5 separate regions of the Mus musculus genome follow, and regions 1, 2, 3 and 4 are each linked to region 5. Evidence: chromatin contacts called from public HiChIP or PLAC-seq and promoter capture Hi-C data. All regions are on one chromosome and are shown on one strand. Each heading gives the region's core, a stretch centred on a gene start, on an enhancer-like site or on the middle of the called end of the contact. The rest is flanking DNA. Distances are from core to core; before and after follow the strand shown.

The links. Promoter capture Hi-C pulls out the DNA fragments that hold promoters and counts their contacts. HiChIP or PLAC-seq counts read pairs in DNA pulled down with a chosen protein or histone mark.
Region 1: a contact with region 5 is called in a promoter capture Hi-C map of liver, with 2.8 times the contacts expected there. The contact joins the enhancer-like site here to the promoter of Akr1e1 in region 5. A contact is called at or near these places in 7 of 39 promoter capture datasets (the 3T3-L1 cell line, 3T3-L1-derived adipocytes, embryonic stem cells and 3 more), 8 of 484 Hi-C or Micro-C datasets (the 63-12 cell line, B cells, the G1E-ER4 cell line and 4 more) and 1 of 115 datasets of contacts at active chromatin or transcription factors (astrocytes).
Region 2: a promoter capture Hi-C map of pre-B cells shows a contact between it and region 5. The contact joins the promoter of Asb13 here to the promoter of Akr1e1 in region 5. A contact is called at or near these places in 8 of 39 promoter capture datasets (the 3T3-L1 cell line, 3T3-L1-derived adipocytes, cranial neural crest and 4 more) and 2 of 115 datasets of contacts at active chromatin or transcription factors (bone marrow-derived macrophages and embryonic stem cells).
Region 3: a promoter capture Hi-C map of the HPC-7 cell line shows a contact between it and region 5. The contact joins the promoter of Net1 here to the promoter of Akr1e1 in region 5. A contact is called at or near these places in 8 of 39 promoter capture datasets (the 3T3-L1 cell line, the HPC-7 cell line, cranial neural crest and 4 more), 7 of 484 Hi-C or Micro-C datasets (the G1E-ER4 cell line, Sertoli cells, Th1 cells and 4 more), 2 of 115 datasets of contacts at active chromatin or transcription factors (astrocytes and pancreatic cancer cells) and 1 of 9 other capture datasets (adipose tissue).
Region 4: a FOXA1 HiChIP or PLAC-seq map of pancreatic cancer cells shows a contact between it and region 5. The contact joins the promoter of Tasor2 here to the promoter of Akr1e1 in region 5. A contact is called at or near these places in 6 of 39 promoter capture datasets (the 3T3-L1 cell line, 3T3-L1-derived adipocytes, hematopoietic stem and progenitor cells and 2 more) and 2 of 115 datasets of contacts at active chromatin or transcription factors (astrocytes and pancreatic cancer cells).

Annotation. Positions count from the first base shown.
Region 1 is chr13:3,657,990-3,661,450 of GRCm38.p6, forward strand. No RefSeq gene overlaps it. Among named protein-coding and RNA genes, the nearest start is that of Asb13, 26 kb to the left of the region's middle. Within about 2 kb of position 1,717, at least 20 of the 459 cell types and tissues checked have an H3K27ac peak or open chromatin away from gene starts, as enhancers often do. A contact at or near this core is called in liver, where this site is marked.
Region 2 is chr13:3,632,139-3,635,401 of GRCm38.p6, forward strand. Asb13 (ankyrin repeat and SOCS box-containing 13) reads left to right here and starts at 1,894. Exons shown (of 6, transcript NM_178283.4): 1 at 1,894-2,037. The coding sequence starts at 1,995.
Region 3 is chr13:3,916,401-3,919,487 of GRCm38.p6, forward strand. It overlaps Net1 (neuroepithelial cell transforming gene 1), which reads right to left and starts at 1,820. Exons shown (of 12, transcript NM_019671.3): 1 at 1,538-1,820. The coding sequence starts at 1,665.
Region 4 is chr13:3,609,336-3,612,484 of GRCm38.p6, forward strand. It overlaps Tasor2 (transcription activation suppressor family member 2), which reads right to left and starts at 1,773. Exons shown (of 20, transcript NM_134063.3): 1 at 1,455-1,773.
Region 5 is chr13:4,607,860-4,611,052 of GRCm38.p6, forward strand. It overlaps Akr1e1 (aldo-keto reductase family 1, member E1), which reads right to left and starts at 1,305. Exons shown (of 10, transcript NM_018859.2): 1 at 1,226-1,305. The coding sequence starts at 1,264.

The DNA of each region.
Region 1 (3,461 bases), core at 467-2,966, 950 kb before region 5:
CATATGAGCCTGTTTGGAGAGGGTGTTACATCCAAGCTATAATAGTGCCTGTGATGGTTTGTATATGCTTGGCCCAGGGAGTGTCACTATTAGGAGGTGTGGCCTTGTTGGAGTAGGTGTGGCCTTGGAGTAGGTGTGCCACTGTGGGCTTGGGTTTTAATACCCTCATCCTAGCTGCCTGGAAGTGAGTCTTCCCCTAGCAGCCTTCAGATAAAGATTAGAACTCTCAGCTCCTCCTGCACCATGCCTGCCTGGACTCTGCCACGGTCCCTCCTTGATGATAATGGACTGAACCTCTGAACCTGTAAGCCAGCCCCAATTAAACACTGTCCTTATAAGAGTTGGCTTGGTTATGGTGTCTGGTCACAGCAGTAAACCTCAGACAATGCCCTTTTAAAAGAGTTACTAGAGAGCTGCTGTGTCCTCTCTGTCACACAGGAACACAATGAGCAGTGCCATTCATGAACCAGAACACAGTTCTTTACACAGGCAGATATTTTAAGTGATTTTGGACTCCTCATCCAGTCAATTAACAATGCATGGTTTTGTATTCAATTAACAATTGATTAATATAATTAACTGACTATGACAGAGCTTAGGTTTGGCTACATCTCGTCCAGGTAATAAAGGAGAGCTGCCAAGCCACCAAAGGTACTGTTCTGCCCAGGGCTGTGGGGAAGACATCATTTCTGAAAGAGATTATGTATTTGAATGATCAAAGAGTGAACAAACATGATTAAACTTACCGACTGTAAAAAGTACAATGTAAAATACAGGCTTTTACTTTATGCTGAACTTGGGGAAAGCAGGAGGATGCAAGGAGAGGTAAAGTAAAGAGGCAAGGAGAAAGCTTCATCAAAATGCTGAAGGCTGTAGCTTGAATTTCTTCAAGCTATTTTGAATTTTTTTCAAAATACAGAAATTCCTTGTGTCCAGGAGATAGCTTGGTTGGTAAAATTCCTGCAAACCCAAGGACCTGAGTTTCATCCCCAGAATCCATTCAGAAACAAAAGCTACATGGTGGGTGGTGTGTGCTTGCGATTCCAGTGAGGGAGAGGGAGAGGACAGTGCGTCCCTGGCTTCAGGCTCTTCCTATACTCTCCTGAGTTCGTGGAAAAAGTAGTCCTTACAGTAGTTACTTTTCTCAGAGTAGTCACCTGGGAGCGTGCTGCTAGCTGGCAGACAGTCTGATTTCCCCGAACGACCAGAGGTCCCAGTTTCTGTAGAGGAATTTCCCAAGAAAATAACATGCAGCCGAGGGCTTACTCTGGTGTTCTTATGAGGAAAGAAACTGTCACTGCTCCGTTGCTTGTATGGAAGCAGTGGCTTCCTGACACATAGAGCCATTACATTGTGGGATTAGCAGTGACATGTGAGGCTGTCCAAAGGTGTCCATCTGGTGGGTAGGACATTGCTATGAGTTATTGTTTCCTGTGGAAAATAGAAGTAGCTCCCTCCTCGTGAGGGCGCTCAAAGGGAAAACTTGATCCACTGGGAGATATGATATACAAAAGAAAGATAGTTCAAGATTGCTTATCCTTATTCGTCCACATGATAGAGATATGGAGAACACTTGTGGATCCCTTCCATTCATCAATCATTTATTACAGTGTTCGGAACACGAGGAAGAAAATAATGGTTCTCACCTGGTCTGAGAACCATCTGTTATCCATGGGCACAAAGTACAAACAGTTACAGTGCTCAGTTACGCAATCTCAAATGCTTGCCTGAATCGGGAAGTCTAACAAGGTGCAGCAGATGGCAAAGTGAAACCCAGATTTAAGATCTGTAAAGCACAGTTCCTAGTTAGGGGATATTTCTCCAGGAAGCGGACAGCAGAGTTCATAGTTGAAAAGTAAGTAGCTGTGGCCTAGTAATTTAACGTGGTAAGATCTGAGCAGCAGGCTCTCTAAAACGCCAGACAGTACAGACCACCAGTTAAACTGAGACCGGAAGTTCAAAGGAGAGAGGATTGTGTAGAGGAGAAGGATAGCCCCTCTGTATACACACCCCACTAGCACCTCTGGAAACCTAGTAGAACGTTAACCCCTGGGATTCATCTGAGACTTACTTGAAATGCAAATGGTGAGCCTGGGAGCCTGCATTTTAACAAGGCCCTTCAGCTACTCAGATGAAAGCTATAAGTTTAAGAAATTAAAATTCTAGCCTGACATGTACAGAATCCTACACTCAGATTGCCCAGCACTGCTTAAAACAGGTGTGATAGATAACACACTCCCCAGTCCCAGCATTCAGGAGGTGAAGTTAAGAGGATCAGAAGTTTCAAGTGATCTTTTTGAGCTCTATGTCAGTTTGGACTGTATAACACCCTGACAAAGAAGAAAGAGGAGGAAAAGGAGGAGGAGGAGGAGGAAGGAGAGGAGGAAGAGATGGAGGAGGAGGAAGGAGCAGCAGCAGGAGGATAGCAGTAAGAATGGGAGGAGAAAAAGGAAGGGAGTGAGGGGAGAAAGAAAAGAAAGAAGGTCTGCTCTGTGAATAGAGCCTTCTGCAGCTTTGTAGCTCTATGTCCAGTTCATTGGCTATGATCCTTGTCTTAATGAAGAGAATTTGACCTCTGTTTTTCTCATTTTCCTCTGCTCTCATATCTTGTAAACTCTAAAGAGTCAATGTTACACTAATCTAAGAGTAACAGATGCTGATCACAAGGAATCTCTGGTCTTAAACCAGAAGTTTTTTTTTTTTTTTTTTTTTTTTCCAGAAAAAATCTGGAGGTGGTAGGCCGTGCTGCCTATAGTTTATTGCAGAAGCTGGTGTTTCTTCTTCTTCTTCTTCTTCTTCTTCTTCTTCTTCTTCTTCGTCTTCGTCTTCGTCTTCGTCTTCGTCTTCGTCTTCGTCTCCGTCTCCGTCTCCGTCTCCGTCTCCGTCTCCGTCTCCTCTTCCTTCTGCTGCTGTCAAGGCTCAGATAGTTAATATTTTTAGCTCTGTAGTCCACATCATCTCTCTCTCTGTAGCTACTCTGTTGTTTGTGACCAATGTCAGCCTTAGGTCAGTAAGCATGAGGCTGTGCTTCAATAAAATCTTATTTACAGAAAGAAGTGGTGAATCCAGATTTGGTTCATGTACTGTAGTTGGACGACCCTTGTAAAAGCTCAACTATATCAAGTAAAGCATTTTTATTATTCTCTTAACCATTCATAGCTTCTTAATGGCTGCCATGGCACCAGTCAACGTTACCCATGTTCTACCAGGAAGAGAAAGGAAGAGCTGGAGTCCTCATCTACAGCGTTGGTTTGTTGTTATTTGTTTCTTGGTTCATTGACATTCATAAAATGTAAGTTTCTCTTAGTAAGAAAGACTAGAAAGTAAGCAGATCATAGCCCAGCAGCTGCTAACACAGCTCTCCCGCCCCTCCATTAAATCTCCCAGTTCTTCCAATAGTGCTGTGTGAAGCACAATGCAGGAAATTAGTCCATAACACCTTCTTAGTTACCTGATTCTGG
Region 2 (3,263 bases), core at 644-3,143, 980 kb before region 5:
TGTTGTCTTTAAGTTGCCTTGGTCATGGTGTCTGTTCTCAGCAGTAAAACCCTATGTAAGACAAGGACCTATTTTAGAGAATGTACTTTTGAATATGTAAACACTTTAAAAAAGGGGGTGGCTGCTCATGCCTTTGATCCCAGCACTCGGGAGGCAGAGGCAGGCGGATTTCTGAGTTTGAGGCCAGCCTGGTCTACAGAGTGAGTTCCAGGACAGCCAGGGCTACACAGAGAAACCCTGTCTCGAAAAACCAAAAAAAAAAAAAAAAAAAAAAAAAAAAGAAAAGAAAATGGAAAAAAAATGATTGCTTAGGAAACCTATAACAAACATTTATATAACACATGTACAATATACATGTATATATTCATATGTGTTCGATATAGCCTATATTCACATTTGCAGAATCCGTGTCAGGAAAGAAATGCTGAAGAAAATACAAACATGCAGACCTACCACACAGACAAGAAGGAATACCGAATCACAGAATCTCACTGCAAATGTGTGAAAATGAAGCCTATTTTTATCTGCCTAAAAACGTAGAAAACTTGCAAAGAAGCATGTGCAAGACCTGAGAGATGGCTCGGTCGTGGGCTTGCTGAGCCATCTGACAGGACCAGAGCTTGGATTCTCAGAGCTCAAGAAAAACTGGGCAATGTAAGCTGTCATTCATAATTCCAGCAGTCTTGCACCGTGATGGGAGGAGGAAGTGGACGGCTCTCTGAGAGCCCACAGGCCTGCCAGGTGCAGCGGTGAATAGGAGACCCCGTCTCAAACAAATCAGAAGGTCCTCAAGGACTAACACGGACTGTATCCTCTGACCTGCAAACACACATGTAGTCACATACACTCACATATACATCAAACAAAGCAAAACCAAAACAAATGCCCCTGCAAAACAAAACAAACAAAAACAAAACCACAAGAGCCAAAATTTGATAAACAAATGGCCAAATAGATACAGATCCTTTTACTAAAAGATTTGGAATTTTATTCCAAGGTTTATTCCAGAAGTTCGGGTTCCCAACAGATACCATTCAAGGTCTCCTAAACCTGTGGTCCAAGGTGCAGATGAAGTTTCCGGCCATCCAAGCATCCTTACCTCAAAGGATGACTTCTAGTGCTATTTCCAGTGATTCTGATGTTATCATGTTCAAGTCACGTTGTATTTCCTCCGTGAGCCTCTGTACTGGTCAAGATGAGAGTGTCTCCCAAGTATCTCACGTTTTTGGTTGACCTGGAACCCCCTGGGAAGACTGGTTTCTCCTTTCTGCTAGGTTGCTCATAGAGCTCCAACTCCTTCTGCTAAACTGGTTAGTGAAACACCTGATTAAAACCATTCACCAAGAAACGTGGTTTTCTTCAATGAATACCAGCTATTTGAAAGTTAAGATTTATTTTGAAAGAAAGAAAGAGAGGGAGGGAGAGAGGAAGGGAGGGAGAGAGAGAGAGAGAGAGAGAGAGAGAGAGAGAGAGAGGAAAGAAAGAAAGAAGTTAGGCATTTTGATCACCATCTTCAGTGAAAACGTTTTCTTCAAAGTTTCAGGCATGAAGAGACTGAATACTTTGCTCAGCGGGATCAGTGTAAACCACAGAAGGCCAGTTTTGGCAGCTAAACACTTTTTGCACATGGGCACGCGTTTGAGGAGCTAAACATTTTGCATACGAACGTATCTTTTAGCTAGGACACCGGGATTTAAGCTTTTCTGCCAAACACAGGAGTTGTTAATGGACGTATATTCACTGGTGTCAACACGGACACATATTTTGCACTCTTCTGATTTGCATGTCACCCTTCAGCAGTGACAGCGGAGTGGGGACGCTCAGGTGGCACGCGGCGGATACAGAAACTACAACTCCCAGCGGTGGCCATGGTAGCAATCAGGCCCCGCCCAGCGGCCTGCGCTCCGGGGTAGGTCTCGGTTTAGGTCCCGGCTCAGGTCCCAGAGCTCTGAGTCACAAGGCCGGTAGACAGGGGAGCCCAGCGGGCGAGCAGCATGGAGCCGCGCGCCGGGGACGGCTGCTTCCTGGGAGATGTGGGTACGTGTTTCGCGCCGCAACCGCCAAGGACACCACACCGGGGCTGGAGTCAGGACCAGGAGATCAGCACTTGGGGACAGAGCAAGCTCATGGGTGGCCTTTGTCCCAGAGATGGGCATCGCGCGCCGTTCCAAGTTGGTGGTCAGAGGCGTTGGGGTGGGGTGTAGTGATTCGAGTAGGGCCCGGACGATCCTGGTCATCTCAGACCGACGTTTAATGTCTGTCGCCCTGTTTCTAGCCGGTGCACTGTGCAGCTGGTCTTCTCTGTGATGCACCAGGTATGGGATTCAGAACCGCCAGTCTACCAGAGCACCGCACACTTTGGGGAGCATGCGGGGTCGTTGCCCAATTCACCCGCAGAGTCTGGAAAGTGTACACTGGTTGGCAGCCTCATCCGGAGCCTACTGCGGTCACTGCACCACGTTTGGTGCAGTGAATTGCTTGCGGGGCTTAAAGCATCCTACACATACCCTGTAGGTTGCAGCAGCTGCAACCAGGGAGTCTGCTCCAGAATGAGGTCATGGCCCAACACTGGGACATACCTGGTGCTGAAGAAGTGTCCTCTGTACCTTTGGGCTGTTTTAATCCATAAAATGAATTTGAAGGCAAAGGAGCATTCTTTGGAGAAGTACATTTTTTTTCTTGTTTACAAAATAATAATATGGTAAATAGAAAGGACAATGACATTGTGCTTCAATAGCTTGAAAATAAATAGAAGAAAGAAAGCCAAAATGTTCCTTTATGTGAGTTAAAAAAAAAGTAATGTAAGCCGGGCATGATGGCGCACGCCTTTAATCCCAGCACATGGGAGGCAGAGGCAGGAGGATTTCTGAGTTCGAGGACAGCCTGGTCTACAAAGTGTGTTCCAGGACAGCCAGGGCTACCCAGAGAAACTCTGTCTCAAAAACCAAAAAAAAAAAGTAATGTAAAGAAAATCGAGTTAATTTAGCTGCAATTTATTATGATTGTAATTACAATCATAACAAGGTAGATAGATCTTTTAATTGATTTCTTCAAAACAAACTCCTTCAGAACAATCAAAGCCTCTTTAATAAGCACCTGTTTTTCTTGGCACCCTTGGCTGGCACAAGACTTTGACCCTGATAGCGTGGTCACTATTTGATTCGTGTGACTAGGCAGTGGATGGCTAACCACAGAAGCCTACTAAGCATACATTTTTTTGTTCAGATAGGGGTTAGTCTGGCATCAGAGCCTGGCATGAGGGC
Region 3 (3,087 bases), core at 570-3,069, 690 kb before region 5:
TTCTTGTAATTCTCAGTCTCAAAGATGCCTTCTTTCTGCACTCTGACTTCTTAAACACACGGTCTGATTGGAAGAGAGGAAGTTTCAGAAGGCAAGAATTCTGGTAAATATTGCCTTAAACTTCAAACTCATAAAAATCAGTACTAACTGAAAGAATCTAGCTCTTTATAGAGTTACTTAATACAATGGGTTTGCCCATGCCTTGATAATGAAAGTAAGGTGTTTGCTTTTTCCTCAAAACCATTTGTCATGATTAGATTATAAGCTATATAAAAGATTAATTTAACATCCTATCAAATGACCTGGGCGTCGAGGTTCACACTGCAATCCGAGAACAGGGGGAGGCTAAGGAAGAAAGACCAGTTTTTAGGCAGAACGGTTTGGAGCCTGCTTGGTGACAATTCCTCTTCTCACCAATAGTCCTATGGATGTAAGACCACCTACAGTCCACCAGTTTCCATGGAGAACAGCTCTGGTACAGAAGTACAATATGAGTTTGTGGCCAGCGTCTCTACACAGGTAGTGAGTTCTGGGGTAACCAAGTTACACAGTGAGAACTTGTCTCAGAAACAAAACCAAAAAAACCCTGAAATCATGTCAAGTGGACCATGGGGATGTCTGAAAAGATGGAGCAGACACAGCACTGTTACTTTAACAGATTTAAAACTGACAGACAAGATTTCTGCCGAGTTTTCTGCCGAGGCCCATGATAAGTACTGATGTTCACACAGTGCCTTATATGAGGCAGACACTATCATAAACTCACTATGTAGACGTAGATTTGAACAAAGTTACATACTTTGTAACTCAATGTCTAACGTTATAATGGGAAACCATTGCATTCAGTACTTTGAGACCATTTCTCATATTTCGAAGGGCAAAAGAATGACAGAGTAGTCCAGACAAATGCCATTTCAATTTCCTATTTAATAAAAATATTATGACTCCCACAGCCTCTCTTCCAGACACAGATTTCTGAAATCAACCTAGTGTTTGCCTTTCCCAGACACATAGAAATGAAGATACAACACAGAATGTGAAAATGTGCTAATAACTGAAAAGCCAGAAAGAGTCTTTCTCTGATCTCTTCATTCCAGGAGCCTGTCCTGTTCTGGTCTGCAAAGGACATTTCATTTGAACAGCCGCTTTTAGGCTGAAAGGGTTGGTATCTGTTCAGGTGACAATTCCTCTTCTCATCACAGGGTCCACGACAGTCTTGATCTGAGCGCCTGCATCCACAACTAGTTTCTGGTAGAGAACAGCTCTGGTGCAGATGTACGGTTCCCCAGGGACGGGGTTAAAGGAGATTGTCAACAAGTCCAACGAGTCCACCCCTTCTACGCAGGGCCGAGCAGTCGCTGTGCAGCCCTCGGTGCAGCCCGCCGGGCAGCGCACTCTCCTCCCGCGGCATTTCTGCCCGGCCTTCCCCAACCTCCCCTACTGCACTGCCAGTCCTTGGTCACCCACCGTCCAGTCCATCCCGTCCTGAGTCTCCAGACTCGGTCCCCGGCTCTCACCCACCTCCCGCCACCCTCACCTCTCGTTCGCCGCCGGCCCGGGTGTGTCGGCCGGAAGCCCCGCGGCAGGTTCCTCGCTGAGCATTGAGACCCTGCGGCTTCTCCTCCGAGGTCGGGGCTGCTTCTGAGCCGCCGGCTCTGGCTCCATGTCCGGAGAAGGGGGGTTGGTGGGGCGGTGGCCCAGTGCCCAGGAGACCGATCGTGGCGGGCACAATGCCCGCCAGCTTCTGCGAGGCAGCAAGTCGCCTTCTAGCAGAGAGCGGCTACCGCCGTCATCCGGGGATTTGAAAATGGCGGCTGCCCAGAGATCGGCCAATCAGAGAGTGGGAAGCGGTTGCTAGGCTACGTGGAGTCCCGCCCTAATCAGAAGACTTCATACCAAACTTTTAGGAGCTCCAGTGACAAAGGGAAAGTGGTAAGGTGAAAGTTAGGAATTTGGGGATTTATTTTAACTACACACCTTACTCCTGAAAGGCAGTCTCTATTCACTAGAACTTTCACTTGCAGGGCAGGAAAATGGATCGGAAGCTGTTTATCATTTGTTGTTGTTTAGCGTTAGACAGGATGAAGGTATTGACCCCAAAGCAAGAGGCAGTTGGACGTATAAACACTAAGTTATACATGTGGAATATATTCCCAATTGCCAAAGACAATACTTTGTTCTCCAGGATGTCTCTAGAGAACCAGTGAAATCTAGTTATGTACTCCTGTCTTTCAGTAAGTAGGACACAGTCGCTTTACCGAATGGAAAGGGCTGCTTTCTCTGCTTGCAAGACTGCAAAACGTGCAGCATGAAACAAGGGACCCTGCTCAGGTTATTATGTGAAGATTGGTAAATAAAAACGTTCTCTGATTTTAAATATCGCTAATGGTCTTAAATGTAGTCTCTCTTGTATACAGGGAGATATTAATGATGTTGTGTATAATAGAAAAATTAAAGGCAATCTAAATGAATGACTGGGAGATGTCTAAATATAACTGATTAACTGTGAAGACTGCATTCAGCCGATAAAGAAATGGTCTTCTTCAGGGAATACCATTGGTTAGCCAATACTAACAGCTAGCCCTGAAAACATACAAATAACATCATACAGACTGAGCTGGCTGTATTTGTGTATTTAGGAACATATATGTATAACATATTGTTACATATTGACTATGTAACAATAATTAATAAAAAGAGTCCATGAATGTGAAAGATAGCAAGAAGGGGTATAGGAGAGAGTTGGGAAGGAGAAAAGAGAAGGGAGAAAATGGTGTGATTATATTATAATCTTGAAAATAAAAGAAAATTAAAAATAAGAGGTATATAGTAAAACAAAACATTGTGATTTTAACTGAAAGCATAAAATATGAAATATAGAACAATGATGGCTAGTTTTATGTCAATTTAGAAAAATTCTGTTTTAGGGTTTTACTGCTGTGAACAGACACCATGAAAGAGACAGCCCTTATAAGGACAATATTTAATTGGGGCTGGAATACAGATTCAGTCCATTATCATCAAGGCAGGAACATGGCAGCATCCAGGCAGGCATGGTACAGGAAGAGCTGAGAGTTCTATATCTTC
Region 4 (3,149 bases), core at 523-3,022, 1.0 Mb before region 5:
CAGTGCTACCATCCAGTAGCAGAGTAATAAAAACCATACCTAAGGGGAATGAACATTAAAAAAATAAAATCATCCCAAGGCATTTAACAGTGTGTCTAGAATTATCATAAGAATTTAATTCTACAGTTATCATCACCTAAACCCTGCTTACAATAGCTGCAGGGGAAAAACACAGCTCTGTAAAGAAGAAAATCTTAAAAATGTCCACTGACAAGACACAAAGGATAAACATATCCAATAATATTTGTGCTAATCAGATATGCTACAGGTAACAAGTAGTATCAGGCAAGTTTCCTGGCAGTTTTCAAATTTCAATTTACTTAAATGTTTGAACCAGAGAGATGCCATTTATCTTTCTTATTTAAAAAAAAAAAAGTAGGAAACAAATTGGCAACACACTCAAACATCATCTTCTTTAAAACTAATTATTGACAAATATTCGTGTTTTTTTTTTTTCTAACTTGGGCTCGCTAGGTATTGATATACACTGGTAACACTGGAGCTACCCTTTACCAAACAATTTCCCAATACGGGAGGTATTCGCTTACACTATCAGGTATATGTGCTTTGTCCTAAACCTCTTCGGTAGGATTTCCAACAATCTCAGATTCTATACTATGACATATTCACCCCGCCTTCCTTTTGCTCTTCTAAGGGGAAACACTGTTGAGTCCTCAGGTTGTTTATTATAGAGATTTAGGAAAGACTTTCATTCGCTTCCCAGTTCTAAGTTTCCCTTCAGAAAGAATACAGGGGGGAGGAGCTTAACAAGAGGCGCGTCAAACTGGTAAACGGAGATTAAGGGAGACTCGAGATCTTCCGAAATAGCTCCAGTTTTGAAAGTTAAGCCACGGTTTCCTACCAAGTGCCGGTTGGTGCTCCCCTCTAACCAACCTCGGGGCCAGCGTACTGGCAGATCCCTTCACCGCTGCTGCAGCCGTCGGCTGCTGTCTTCCATATGGGCAGGCCCACTTATACGTAATAAAGAAGTTAAACCATGCCGTGCGTTGCCATAGATTCTACAGAACCCCGAACTCCGACCTGAGGGTTTCCCCAAAACCCCTCAGGGGGATGAGCTAGGCCAACCCCAGGCAAGGGAAAACTTCAGTGCAGAAGGATCCCATCCATCCCTTGGGGGGATGGAGCTGCTCTGTGACCGGTGTCACAAAACAAACCGCGCCGGGCTTTCCGCCTCGGAACGCAGACACCCATCCGGACGACCGCCACGGGCTCGGTGGAAACCCCGTCTAACCTTAGCTTCTGCAAGGCGGAGCTGAGCGGAGGAGCGGGGGTTGGGAGGGTCCCGCATCCCGGGCGACCGAGGCGTCTGCCCAGTGGCCCCCCGCGCCGCCCTGCCCGCCCACCAGTACGCGCCCCGCGAGCCAGCCACGCTCTTGCTTCCCCACGGGGGTCCTCGCCCCGGACGCCCCAACACCTGAGGGAAGGAGCGTTACCTGTCGCCGGCGCGGCCGCCTTCCCTGAAGAGACGAGCTCACCACTCGGTGTCCTCCTCATGCTTTTCCAGCCCGTCCCTTTCTCCTCCTGACCCCTCGCTCCGCCGCGTCTCCCGACCTCGCCTCACGAGCCCGGGTGTCCCGGGCGCGCGCTAGCCCCGGTCCCCTCACTCAGCCTCACAAGCGAGAAGCCGCTTCCGAAACAAGCCAGGCGCGGGGAAGGCGTCCGCTCTCCAGCCCCCGGGGAACCAGCGACCGGAAGTGAAACCTCGTGCGCACGGAGAAAGAGAGCAGGCTCCGAAGACAGAAAGTGAAAACTAAAGCGCCGTGCTCGCCTCGCCAAGGCCAATCACAAGGAGCACAGCGACGCGCAGGCGCGACCGCCGCCAGCATCCACGTTGCTCCTGCTTTTCCAGTAGGCGCAGGCGCAGGGGGGGGAGGGCAAAGCTAGCTCCGGATTGGACGACCCAGCCTTCCTTGGCTTCTCGCGAGATGTAGGCGGCGGGATCTAGAAGGCGTGCACAGGAAATGAGGCTCCTCAGTCGGAACCTCTTCTAGTGTATTGTGGGTTACTCATGGCCGCTTTTCTGGCTTTTTCTGTACCAGGTGCTGTAATGGGACAGGGCAAGATAGTACAGAGACGCTTCCATCTTGTCTCCTTGCTGAGGCCATTTTAGGTTTAACTAAAAATGATTTTCTTGATGAAAAATTACCCAGATGTTCTTGACTGGAAGCGAAGATGTCACAGCTAACTTACTTTCTGTCAAACTGCTTGCTGGTCTACACCTCCTCCTGCAGCTCCTGAGTGCGATCCAGGATGTAGTTTTGCCTTTAAAAGCCCCTTGGTGTAAGGAAGGTGTAAATGCTCAGGGCTACACTTCGTCCGAAAACCTGAGTATAGTCCTAGCTGGCAGGAGTAAAGACAGTTAACTAGCTATAAACTGAAGGTCATCTTCAGTGACTCTGGTGATGCTGGTTGATCTAACCCAAGTGCCACATCTCACTGCTGTTTGATTTTGCGGAATGTTAAATCCATACAAAACTTAAGTTCATTGTGGGAGTTCTCCAGACGAACTTGAAATTTATTATTTATATGAGTGTTGAGGTGACTATAAGTAACAATTCAAGTCTATCCTTTCTATAGATAAGAACCGCTGAGAGAAATTAAGCAGTACCAAGGACCTTGTGCCACGGTTGAAATTTTGTTACGATGAGATTTAGTCATTCAGTGGGCGAGTATACTTGTGGCTAGTTCCATATTAAAAACTGGGATTGGAGAGATGGCTCAGCAGTTAAAAGCACCGACTGTTCTTCTGAAGGTCCTGAGTTCAAACCCAGCAACCACATGGTGGCTCACAACCATCTGTAATGAGATCTGATGTCCTCTTCTGGTGCATCTGAAGACAGCTACAGTGTACTTAAAACATATAATAATAATAATAATAATAAGGGCTAGAGAGATGGCTCAGTGGTTAAGAGCACGACTGCTCTTCCGAAGGTCATAAGTTCAAATCCCAGCAACCACATGATGACAACCATCTGTAATGAGATCTGATGCCCTCTTTTGGGGTGTCTGAAGATAGCTACAGTGTACTTACATATAATAAATAAATCTTTTAAAAAATAATAATAGGGGTGGGTATGGGGGACTTTTGGGATATCATTGAAAATGTAAACAAGGAAAATACCTAATAA
Region 5 (3,193 bases), core at 55-2,554:
GCACCCAGGGATGCATGAATCAACTGTAAACATAAAACAAGTATCACACACATGGACTCACTCAATATCTGTAGGGTACACACAGGAAAAGCTTAGTGAGACACAGACATTTCCATCAAATATGAAAAGTGTAGCTCAAGGTAGCTTTGAATTTGATCTCTTCCTTGCTTTGTCCTAAATGACTTGGTTATTGGATCAAGGGGATATACATATCTAGCATAGCGACATTATTTAAGATCATCAGTCAGTGTCACATTTGCTATGGTTTTCCATTGCCTTCACATATTTTGAAAGTCATATTCCTGTGTCTTCAGGAGATAGAATTAAATGCTTCAATTGTGTTGGGAGGGTGATTCCCCCCCCCCCACACACACAGTTTTATTTATTTATTATTTTATTGACATTTCTTTCATCTCACATCTCAGCATTCACTATGTGGTACCAAAGAACACTCAAATCACCAAATTGCCAAAATAATAATAATAATAATAATAATCCCATCCTTTTTACAAAAAATTCTGGAGAAACATTTATTTGAAAACCTTCCTATAAACAGAATTTTTAAATTTACTTTTTTATCAAAAACAAAACAAAACAAAACCCCCAAACCATAAAAAGAAACAAATTTTGATCATGCCTCCCCCTCCCCCACAACTTGTCCCAGAGTCAGACAGGCCTATTCAACTATTCAACTTCACGTTCATTATGCCCTACATTCAAAATCAACTGAGCAAGCAGTGTAACTACTCGCAAATATCTCTAATGTCGCTAGTGGACTCCAGAAGTAGACATTACACTTACATCGGTGCAATTATTTAATTATTTTTATTTGGTTTGTTTTAGCATGCAAAGTAGCACGCTTCCTTGTGGCCATTTGACACACACTCGGTTTTGCTGTGCCAAGATGAGTGCCACTAGGCATAAATGATTTTTCGGAGGCTGGGGGTCCGTGATTAGCTCACACAAGGCTAGGTTAACAGCACACTGCTTTATTTAAAGTTAGTCTAACAGCTTTGAATCCTCGCAGGGAGCAGGGTGTTTTAGGATCACAGGAGAGAGAGTCCAACTTCTCCTCTAATCCGTCTGGGGGAAAACCTTAATCAGAGCCCGGGTCTGGAAGGAATCACCCTAGGCAAAAGAAATCCCGTGCCCCTGGCTGTTTTTGAGCATGTACTCATCAGGCTCCGGGACCCTTAGCCCCACCCACACCGGAGTGTGTCCTCACCTTCCAGGTGCCCAAGCCCACTGTAGGGATGTTTTCCATGGTTCCCCTTTGCTCAAAGGCTCAGCCTCTTCCTGCACTTTAGCGGCCAGAGAGCGTTCCAGGGACCTCAGGAAATGCCGTGATAGGCTGGAGTTCTGGCAGTTTAATTGGCTGATGGAGAGGTCGCTTGGTGCTCTGATTGGCTGAGAGCATAGTCCATCTTTCAGGGGACCTAAGCAATTGGGTTTGGTTGTGCTTTATCTCTGTCCTAAATCCTCTATGATCCTAAGAATTCCGTCTCCGAGCAACCTGCCTAAAGCCCAGATCCAGTGCTCTGTCCTTCTTGCAAACAGGCTGTGGTTCAGGATATTTCCTGGACATCAGATGTTTTAGATTGATGATCGTTTCTAGTATCCTGGAAAAAACAGGTTTGACTATATCAGCTGTCTTGAACCTTGCAATGATGATGAGTGCTACTTTGAGGTGATTGCCATTTTAGTAATAGAGGAAATATAATCTGAATATCATTTTTAAGGTGTGTCTTATGGAATTAAAAAAATCAAGATTAAAAATTAAACATCTCTGGAAGATTATTCACTGTAATAAGAACTAATAATAAGGGAGGTCATTTAAAGAGAGCAAATAGTATATAGGCAGATTTTGAGGGAGGAAAAGGAAGAGAGAAATGTAATTATAATTGCAAACAAAACAAAACAAAACAAAAACAAAAACCCAAGGGTCTTCCCACAAGATAATCCCTCAAAGGAATGCCTACAAGACTGTCTCCCAGGTGATTTTTAGGTCTTATTCAGTTGGCAATAATCCTAAAATCACAAGCTGAAACATCTAGAAGGAACCAGAAAACCAGCCCATAAACGCAAAGGTAAATAGCTATTTCGAAAATATTAGCATTACTAAGATGATTAGAAAAATTGAAGATTTGCGTGTTACAGTGCTTAGAATTTTGTATCCTTCACTATGTTTGTTAATAACTTATTAAAAACTTAGCAGAATTCAACAATTTTACAATTTCAACCCAAAGTTTTGTTTTGTTATTTTAATTTCTCTGTTGCCATATTACACATCTGTTCATTTGTTTGAGTTTTTCAAGTGCTCATGGCAGATGCACTGTGGATGTGGAAAACTCTACATCTTCTCCAGTTCTCTTTTTTTATTTATATTTTGTAAAAATGGCAAAGTTAAGCCATTAACGGTCAGACAACTATTTGTAGCTTTCGATCTTTATGCAGATTAACATGGAAGTATCCATTTGCAAGAGGATGTGTTTTCAGATGTTCAATATTATTAGTACTCTCTCTCTCTGATAAGCTTTTATTACTCATAGCGACACTTACACTTTCAGTTCATAAATCTATAGAAATATTGTCCTATCTTTAAATGATTTCTATCATTTCATAAAAGGGTAGTTTGATCTAGGGATGCCTTCTTTTTTAATGGTCATTTCAGATTTCTTAGGTAGTAATTTAGCAGAAACCAATGTTACAGATGTAAATACTTGAAAAACATACAAGCATGCTTTACAAGAAATTATTGAAACCTCAAAATTTGATGAGGTAGTTTATTTTAACACACAGAAAACTTTTGCCAGGTTCTCATGGCAGGCAGAGACAAATATATACACTAACATATACATAATGAACATATACACATGCATATGTATATGTGAATGCAAATACATCTGCTCAATTATCCATTCAATAAACAGCATATTCTGGTCAGTACAAGCAACTTAACAAGGGTAAACCGGAAATATTTGGATGCCATTAGGTTAATTTTGCATATGTATTTAATAAATGTCATTTTAGAAAACACATTTTATTCTTATATATAGGTAATTGTGAGAAAAATCAACAAATTTAAAGGGCAAGCTGGTAACTACACAGGAGACACTTCACCTAAACTTTGGAACTATTTTGCAATAATTCTTCATAATTAAGAAATACAATTGAAGACACACTAATAAGTTGT